2 separate regions of the Rattus norvegicus genome follow, and region 2 is linked to region 1. A link is a contact called in public Hi-C data. All regions are on one chromosome and are shown on one strand. Each heading gives the region's core, a stretch centred on a gene start, on an enhancer-like site or on the middle of the called end of the contact. The rest is flanking DNA. Distances are from core to core; before and after follow the strand shown.

Region 1 (4,512 bases), core at 324-2,823:
CCCTCAGCTTCTTTTTCAGGTGGAACCTAGAAAACAAGCAGGTCCAGCTTCCTGTCTGCAGGGTCCCCGTGTCCCCAGCCCTGTCCACAGGTCCTTCCACCTGGGGCAGGTGGAAGTCATTGAGTGACACTGGAAAGTTCTCCATGTCCCAGGGGCAGGGCTGCTTCTCCAAGATGTGGTCTGAATACCTCTCTGTAGTTGACGTTACCTAGTTACACGGGCATTTGTCTGTACCCCGATTCTCACGTGTCCAGTGCCCCTACACTCTGCACATGTGTCCTTCCAGCCCCCTTTGTTGGAGGATGTATTGTCTTACAGGGGCAGCCACCTGTAGGTCTCAGAACTGGGCCCTCTGGGAGGAAAAGTGAGGAAAGGCTCACAGAAAGATGCTATCCAGGGGCAGTTTCATGGTTGACCACAAGAGGTCGCTCCTGCCTTTCTGGTTCCTCGTCTCTAGCCACCTTCCTTCCTATCTGTTTTTTGTCCATTGATGCTTCTTCAGTCACCCAGGACACCTGGAACATGTCCCGGTAAGTCACACCACCCATCACTAGGGCCATAAAAGCCATAACCATTGGGACGAAGAGTCTGAATTCTTGGTTATCATTTTATCTCTCTAGGATTGAAATAACACAACCCTCCTTTTACTGGGTTACTATTACTGGGTTACGCTGCGGGCCAACCTGCTGGAGTGCCCTGGTACACAGCAGTGCTACTGTTAACGTTGGGACTTTCATCATTTTAGCTTTGGAAGGCCCTTAGCTCCAAATGGGAGGACAGAATCCCAGAGAGGGCTGGCCCTTCGTTCAAGCACGGGTTAGTGCAGGGCACCTAGATCCTCAGACTAGTGGTCCTCCCAGTTACCCATGGTTGAGTTCACCCTGGCTAGAGAGCCTCCTCCCCTGGGTCTGTCCTGCTCCCTTCTCACCGGTTCACTGGCCGCTCTGAGTCCAGTAGTTTGAGGATGGACTTCCCGTCCATGTCTGCAGGGATGTCCAGTCCAGCGATATCCAGTATGGTGGGGGCCAGGTCAATGTTGAGGACGATGTGGGGGTTCCTGGGAGACAGGGGGAGTGGAAACTTGGCCACCTGGGTGGTAGCTTAGCTTGGGACAGAGGCATCTGGAGGTGAAGGGGGAGGGACATCTGCAAGTGAGGAAGCTTCCATCCTGACCCTCTGACCCTTACGGAGCCCAGTTCCAGCCGTACCGTCCGGTGCTACACTGTCAAAGTTACCTGCGCCAGTGCTAACCTCCTTCGCCTCTAGGGTACATGCCCGCCCTCTTGTTGATTCTTGCTGGCTGGGCATGCACAGTCTGGCCTCTAAGACCCTGTTAAACTCTACCCAGAATGATCTTCCTCTAGGCAGCTGTGTGACGCCTTTAGCTCTTAACAATGAGTCTCGTGACAAGCCCCATATGGTTAGGGACCCCACTCCTGGGACCACATCAGGGTGATCCACTCAGTAGCTATTCGTGTGAGTGAGAGTGGCCCAGAAAAGACCTGGCTAACTAGCAGGGTGGATGGGGAATGGGTTGTCACTCCAGCCACTTTGTGGACAGATGTTCAGCTAGCTGTCTCACTAGAATCGTTCTGTCTCTCTCCCTTGTTGGCTTTGAAGATGGGCTGTAAGGCTTCTGTGCAAGCCCCAGTCCTCCCTCGGTGCATACCTGACTGGACCTGACATGGCGGCCATGATTGGTAGCTTTTCTTTCATCTCTGCCGCCTACAAGCACTTCTGCCTCAGGTTGCCATCTCAGAGGTTAGGCCAAGGAGAATGGCTGAGGGCCTCGGCCCATTGAGGAAAGAGCAGAGGGCAGAAAGCTTGCTCCGTGGTGCCACCGGAGCAGGCTCAGCTGACAATGGCTCTCTGAGATTTCCTCCTCAACAGCCACCAGACCAGCGACTGCCCAGACGGGTGGAAATCAAAGCATCTTCCTACGCACTGGTAACACCCATGCTCTGGCATTTCCTGGCCCAGAGCCCCACCTCGCTGGTTTTCATGGGAGTTCATAGCTCCTGGCTTCTGCCTCAGAAAGAAGGGTATACAACTCCTTGGAACCCACCCTGGGCTACACAATGGCTGGTTCAACTGTTCTAGAATTGTGCCCCTGAAGGGCGTGGCTTGGACCTGTGCTGAGCTTCAGACCAAGCAGAATCCAAGGTCTCCCTGTGAGCCTGGGACCTGGGGCACGGATACCGGAGACAAACTTACAGAGAGCCAGCTTCCACGCTGGGGCCCCGCACATAGAACGGGACCCTGATGTCAAACTCATAGGGCATGGACTTGCCCTTCACCAGGCCAAACTGGCCAATGTGGTAGCCGTGGTCGGCGGTGTACACGATGTAGGTATTGTCCAGCTCGCCCGTCTCCACTAGCATGTCATAGATCTGCAACAGAGGCCAGAGGTGACGTGGCTAGCCTAGTGCGAGGGGCAAGGAACTAGAGACCTCTGGTCTCAGCATATTTCCCATTTCATCCATGTCCTGGGGCAAATCCACTTCTGTGCAAGGCCCCTGGGACTGGACAGGTTATAAGGCCACTGCCCTCAACTGTTCCTTACACTCGTTAAGTTGTGGAAAGTTCCCACGGGGTGAGGGTCTTGGTAGTTTTCTCTCTGGCAGCTGGTAGCTATGTCCCACTTGCGCTGACCCTTAATAAATAACCTTGGATGAATGAATGAATGCATGAATGAATGAAGGAGGGAAGCTGGATGTGGCCAGGGTAGGCATTTATACCCTGAAATAGAGTCCTGCATGAGGGTCTGCAACTGGCCGGCGTGGCTATGGAGCACACGAACTGTGTCTAGCGTGGCCAAGGAATGGACTTTGAATTTTATATCATTTTGATCTAAATTTAGATAGCTATGGATCCCTTTTGAGTAAGCTGTTAGCCCACACAGTGGAATATAATTCCTTAATATCTGAGGTGTGTGTATGAGTACATTCTGTCATGTGTGTGAAAGTCAAGGACAACTTTTGGGAGTCAGATTTCCCGCGCCCGTGGGTCCTGGGGATTCCGGCACAGGCTTCACTATGGGTGAGCCTTGAAAACTGTGTTCTGATGGAAAAAGCCAGTCCCCAAAGGCCATATTTTTATGATCCATGTGTAACGGAATGCCCAGATTATCAGGAAGGGCTTAGTACCTGCAGAGACTGGGGTGACGGTTAAGGGAAGGTGATTTTCCCGCGGGGGGAAGGGGGTGATGAAGATGTTCAAACCTGACAGGAGTAATGGTTGTACAACTCCATGTGAATGCACATGGCGCCGTGCACGTGGCCAAGCTGATGTCAGTGAGCGCTGTGCACGAGGTTTAGCTGATGTCAGCGAGTGCTGTGCACGTGGCTTACTTAGCTGGTTAGAGCGCTTGCCCAGTGTGGACGAGGCCCTGAGTTCAATCCTCAGCAGCGCATAAACCACGTGGCACTCCCTGTCATCTTAGAATGTGGGAAGTGGAGGCAGGAGGATCAGGAATTCCAGGTCATCCTCAGTGACATGGTGAGTGCTAGACCAATGTGGGCTACAGGAGACTCTGTCTTAAAAACAAAACGAACACCCATTGCGTCCTATACTTTATCTGAGGGCATGAGTCACAGCTCAGTAAAGCTACTGTAATTTTAAGTGGGTTTTTGTTATTGTCGTTGTTTGTTTGATTTGCTTTTTTTTTTTTTTTTAAGAAACAAAAGCAGCCAAGCAAATAGTGGTTTTTATATGTAATTCCAGAACTCAGGAGGCTGAGACAAGAGACTCCCCATGGGTCAGAGGCTAGTTTAGCTATTTAGTGAGATCTATGCCTCCCCAGGTTATAAAGAACAAGACTCTATTTTTTTTTTTTTAAAGAAAGAAAAGCAGCAGGTTGCCGTGGCTTTTACCAAGCAGCATAGGCTCATGGGGAAAGTTCAGGAGTCAGAGGCCTTCCCTCTGGATTTATCCAAGCCCCTTTCCCAGGTGGACAGAGTGCTTGACTCTTTGACTTAGGTTTTCAGATTAGGACAGAGGCCTGCTGGGGGGGGGGGGCGAGGGGCGGGGCCTACCGTCTCCATGGAGTCGTCCACAGACATGAGGGTCTGCAGGCGTTTGCGCTGTAGCATGTTGGTGAATTCCATGTGAATGGGCTTCATGGGTCCCGTGTAGCGCATGATCCAGTGCTTGTCTGGGTTGGGTGCATAGTTGTAACTCGGTGTGCTGGTGGCAAACATAAGCAGTCAAGAAAATGTCATGGGCAGCTGGCTCCAGTTGGGGGCAAGTGAACTGGCCTGAGGTGTTAATGGGAGGGGGGTCCCCAAGGGCAGAAAGCCAGCAGCTTGGCATGGGTCTTTCTTTGAGAACGTTCTGGAGTTTACTCATCAACCCTCTCTAGTTGAGAGCCTTCTCAGGCCCAGAACTTGATGCCAAGTCCCCATCCCTGAACTGCACCTTATTTATTTCCCAGCCCTGGGGCACACCCATGGCTGTCACTCTGGTGAAAGGAGGATCACAGGTAGGTGAGCTCTTTGCACTAAGCCTTGGTTT
Region 2 (4,631 bases), core at 1,011-3,510, 400 kb after region 1:
ACTGAACCAGCCTGGCCTCGCCAAGTGTGAGGGGGAAGTTAAAAAAAAAAAAAAGAATCATCTCTCGGAGGGCCCGCTGTTCCAGGACTGATCCCATGGTGTTCAGGAGAAACCTGCCATTTAAAGCCGGCATCATCCCCATTTCAGAGACGAAAATGTCACTCACCCAGACAGAGGGATCCCTGCCTCCCCAGGTGCCAGCAGACAGCTGTGCTAAGGCCCTTGGCTCACACTCCACACTGTGCTCTAGGCGGCGACCCTGTGCAGCACTGTGCTCTAGGCGGCCACCCTGTGGGGTGCTGTCAGAGCTGCTGGGAAGACAGGTTAGCTGTAACCAAGTCCTAACCCCAAGGATCACTGTGCTTGAATCTGGAGTGTTCCAGCAATCGTGCTGTGGACCAAGTTTGTGGAGCGTTGGTTGGTTGGCTGATTGGCTGGTTGGTTGGTTGGTTGGCTGGCTGGCTGGTTGGTTGGTTGGTTGGTTGGTTGGTTGGTTGGTTGGTTTTGAAAGCTGTGAGGATGTGAGGAGGTGGAGGCATAGGTAGTGGAAACAGAAGACTATTATATCTTTGAAGACGATTCCACCCCTACTTCTGGCCTGCTTTCTCTGCTTCCTGTTTCACCGCCATGTGAACAGCTGGCACCAGGAGCTCCCACTGCTGTGGATGGAGGCGCTGTACCCTAGCCATGCTGTCGCGATGGGTGGACTATGGCCTTACAAAGCCATAAGCCAAGTGAATTTTCCTTCCCGTGTTACTTCTGTCCCGGGTCTTCGTTACAGCAACACGTAATCAACTAGTGTGGAGATTGCTACCGGAAGTGGAATTACTGTACTGTGTAATCTGGCTGTGGTGTGAATTCTTAGAACTGATCTAAGGGTATGGAAGGACTCAGAGGTCCGGGTCAGGGAAGTCCTGGGCATGTCGCTGCCTTTAATGACAATTCCAAGCCAGGAAGCCCAGAATGGGGACCGTATTGAGGGTGGTAAAATCTGCGCTCTTGAGTTTTTCAAGGGGAACAGGGACTACAGCTTCCCGCTACACCCTGCCAACGAATTCATGTATATTTTCTTCCTGGCCTGAGAGTCTAGGTGAGGTTGGATCCAAAAGAGATAGATTATTTGTTCGGTAAAAAGAGATTTCAAGACAGAACATCGCGGAGTCTTTGACTTGAGGGTGGGGTGGGGGAGGGAGGAGAGAGGGAAAGCGTGGAGGTGAGGGGAGTAGAGTGATGGGGTAGGGGTGGGGGGGCTGGAGGGTGTGGGGAAAGGAACAGTCTCCTGACCCCAGAGCCTGCACATCCAGGAGCAGCTCCAAGGCTGGCATCTTCCGTAGTGAACAATCCTGTCTGAGCAGGGAGGCAGCATATGGAAAGAGAGTCCCTGACACCCCAGCCCAGTCAAGAGCGCCTCCTTCCCTGTCAGACCCCCACCACCTCACTGGAGAACTCAGAATGAGTAGCAGGAAGTGTGATCCTCACAGACATCAAGTCTTCTACCCCAGGCAGCAGCCTGGAGCCGCTGGCTCAGCTACTCTGGTGCAGGTGACTTTAATAGGGTTTCCCTCCCTCTTCTGGTTCGATGTGGAGCCTTGACTATTTGGGTTTTTTTCTTCTCCGAGTAAAAGAAGAAAAGTGGAAACATACCCATCATGTATAATTTGAACCCTTGGGTATGTGCCTAGAGTCTTCTGTCTCCACGTGGCTTCAGAACACTTTATATAATGGATCCTCTTCTGGAAAGGGCTGTCTGTCTGTGTCTTACAAGAACATCCTATCTGATCGATTCCTTATTTGCTGTGGGGTATCTGTCTGTCTGTCTGTCTGTCGCCTGCTGGCCTTCCTGTCTGTCTGTCCAGCCTCCTTGTCCCATTCCCTGAGCTACAACAGGCCCCATGGCCGCCTGGTGTGTGTCTAGACAATATTTGACTTTGCATCACAAAGAGCGCCCTGTGATGTCAGAGGAGCCATGAATCACAGTGACAGCTCTCCTGGTATCCAAGAGACCTCCCCTGGCTGCTAAGTCCCCTGTCCCCCATGGACCCCTGTGAGAACCAGTCATTGTATTGAGCATCAGCTGAAGCTCCCAGATTCCATGTGGAATGACCCACACTGTGTGTGCTAAGGATCAGTCAGCCTCTGGCTAACTTCTTGCCTCTCAGTGTCCTGGGAACCGGTGCTGTTTGCTCCTGTCTGGAGCCTCTGTGGCTGTGCCGAGCACAGGCTGCCCTGGACAGTGTTTCCACAGTTACCTCCAGGCTCCAGGCTCCCGGCTGCAGGCCCCAGGCCCCAGGCTGCTGCAGACTATAAATGAGGCCACTCCTCTGCCCTCTGTGCTCCATGCCCTCTGCATGACTAAGCTTTCTGTCCTGCTTCTTCACGTTGATGTCTCTCTATCTCCTATGGAGGGACAAATTATTTGCTCACTGACAGTGGCCTAAATTTGGCAGCAGCCTCAGCAGCATCTGTAACGAACCGAAGCCAGGTCACCACACTTGATGGGGACAGTTCCAGGCCTGTTCCGACAGCCTGAGGATGTAAAGATAAAAATTACACCAGCCTCCAGCCGTGGCCATAAGAGGAGTCTTGGCAGAGAAGAACGTGCCAGATAAGAAGAAAAGCAAGGAGCTCTTGCCAAGAAAACCTGGCTCGATTTAGCAAGAGCTCAAAAGCCCCTTCGAATGAGGTCGCAGGCTCCCTGGGGAAAGGCTGCATCTTAGGGAGGCAGCCTTAGGAAGGGCGGCTCTCGGCCCTAACAGTCCTGAATCTACATTGCAGATACAATTTCAAAATTCATTTCCACTGTAGTCAAGACTTAAAAATGAAAGTCACAGATAGTGTAATCTATATCTTTTTTTTTTAAGATTTGTTATATTATTTTATTGTGTGTCTGTCAGTAGGGGGCATCAGATCTCTTGGAGATGCAGTTACAGAGCTTTGTGAACCACCCCACGTTGGGGCTGGGATCCAAATTCTAGTCCTCTGATAGAGCAGCTCAGGACTCTGAGCCACTGAGTCATTGCTCTGGTCCCATACGTGATTCTTTTGGTTTGGTTTTGTTTTGTTCTTTTATTTGATATCCAGACTTTAACATAGAAAGAAATATAAGAAAAATGAAATAGGCAAGGTAATTTGCAATGTGACAATGTCTCTTCCCACGTGCAAATGCCCAGGCATAAGTGCCCATGAAGAACGAATCAGCTTCCTGACCAAGACTAGTAACTAGTGAGTTGAGTTGGTCCCTCAAATGCCTTGTGCCAAGGCTGCTGTTCCTTTCCTCCTAGGCTCCACCCAACAGTTACCTAGCAACAGTCAGGTAGGCCTGGCTTACTATAAAAGGGACTGTAAGGCCTCTCTGACTGCCTGATTCCCTTCACTCTCCTGACCCCATTATCTCCCTACACACACACACACACACACACACACACACACACACACACACACACACACACACACACACACGTTCCCAGCCTGGCCAGCTTCTTCCCTTCTCTCTTTCTCTTTCTCTTTCTCTTTCTCTTTCTCTTTCTCTTTCTCTCTGTCTCTGTCTGTCTGTCTCTCTCACTCTGTCCTTCTCTGTCCCCTCTCTTTCTCTGCCTCTACTCCCTTTTAAATTCCCCTTCCCATGCCCTCAAATAAACTCTATTTTATACTAGGCCCTTCCTTTGGCTGGTAACCATCCCCTGGGTGGGGGGATACCTCAGCATGGGCCCGCTGAGGTACCTTGCTCTATAAAACATACCCTTGGTTTTATAAAAACACATCGGCTGTTGACATTACCATTAGCAAGGTTTTGAGCGAATCTAGATGAAATGTCCCTTGAGCGTGCCGATGAGAATTCCTGAAGAGCAGCCACATTGGGCTAGTTCTAGCCACCTGTAACAGCCATTTCTTGTCCATCTCTGTAAGTGGACGGACAACTTGTGACTGGAGATAAAAACCTTTGCGTCAATTTAATTGGCTGACCGCTGGCTTCCCCCAACCCGAAAGCCAAGACAGCACCTGAGGCCATAGAAAAGCTCCCCCTGCCCCCGTCTCTGTATCCGCCTCTCTGATGCACCCACCAGTGCACTCTGACCTTGCCTTGGTTTACGACTCTCTACATTCTGTACAGCTGTAAAACCATGAACCTGCTTCTGCCTTGGACAGTGGACTCTGAGGTAACCAGGGTTCCCTAGCCATGCTCACTCAACATGGCTACAGAACAAACATTTCACATTCCCCTTAGGTTCAGAGTTGGTTTGTTTTGGGTCGAGTCACCACTGGTCTCCTTCCTGGTCCCCTGCCATGTCAATGACCTCCGCTCCACACCCCTACTGCCATTGTCCGGGCTGCTCATCCTGCCTATCTTCTTCAGGTCTGAGAGGTCGTCTGCTCACACCTTAGCTTTAGGGCTGGTGGGGACTGGAGATGCCTCAGGCTCAATGATGCTTCATCTGTAGCCAAGAGGAGGCCAGGCTGAACACGGAGATTGACAGCAGTGGTTGCTAGGAGCACCCCCTACAGGCTCACAAGTCGAGTGGGTGGGGCTAATTGTGAAGGTTCCAGAAACATGAGGAGGTGGGATCCAGCTGGATGAAATAGCGCACTGTGGGACAACCCTGGGGCTATTTGCTTCTTAGTCCTTTTCCTCT

What was found. Hi-C and Micro-C count contacts between places; a contact is called where the count stands out from the background.
Region 2: a contact with region 1 is called in a Hi-C map of frontal cortex, with 2.3 times the contacts expected there. The contact joins two enhancer-like sites. A contact is called at or near these places in 2 of 12 Hi-C or Micro-C datasets (the A7r5 cell line and frontal cortex).

The regions. Positions count from the first base shown.
Region 1 is chr3:175,251,783-175,256,294 of GRCr8, forward strand. Sulf2 (sulfatase 2) reads right to left here. Exons shown (of 21, transcript NM_001034927.1): 6 at 4,035-4,185; 7 at 2,215-2,390; 8 at 929-1,057; 9 at 1-26. Among named protein-coding and RNA genes, the nearest start is that of Sulf2, 70 kb to the right of the region's middle. Within about 2 kb of position 1,574, at least 3 of the 93 cell types and tissues checked have an H3K27ac peak or open chromatin away from gene starts, as enhancers often do.
Region 2 is chr3:175,647,206-175,651,836 of GRCr8, forward strand. No RefSeq gene overlaps it. Among named protein-coding and RNA genes, the nearest start is that of Rnu6-760, 210 kb to the right of the region's middle. Within about 2 kb of position 2,261, at least 37 of the 93 cell types and tissues checked have an H3K27ac peak or open chromatin away from gene starts, as enhancers often do.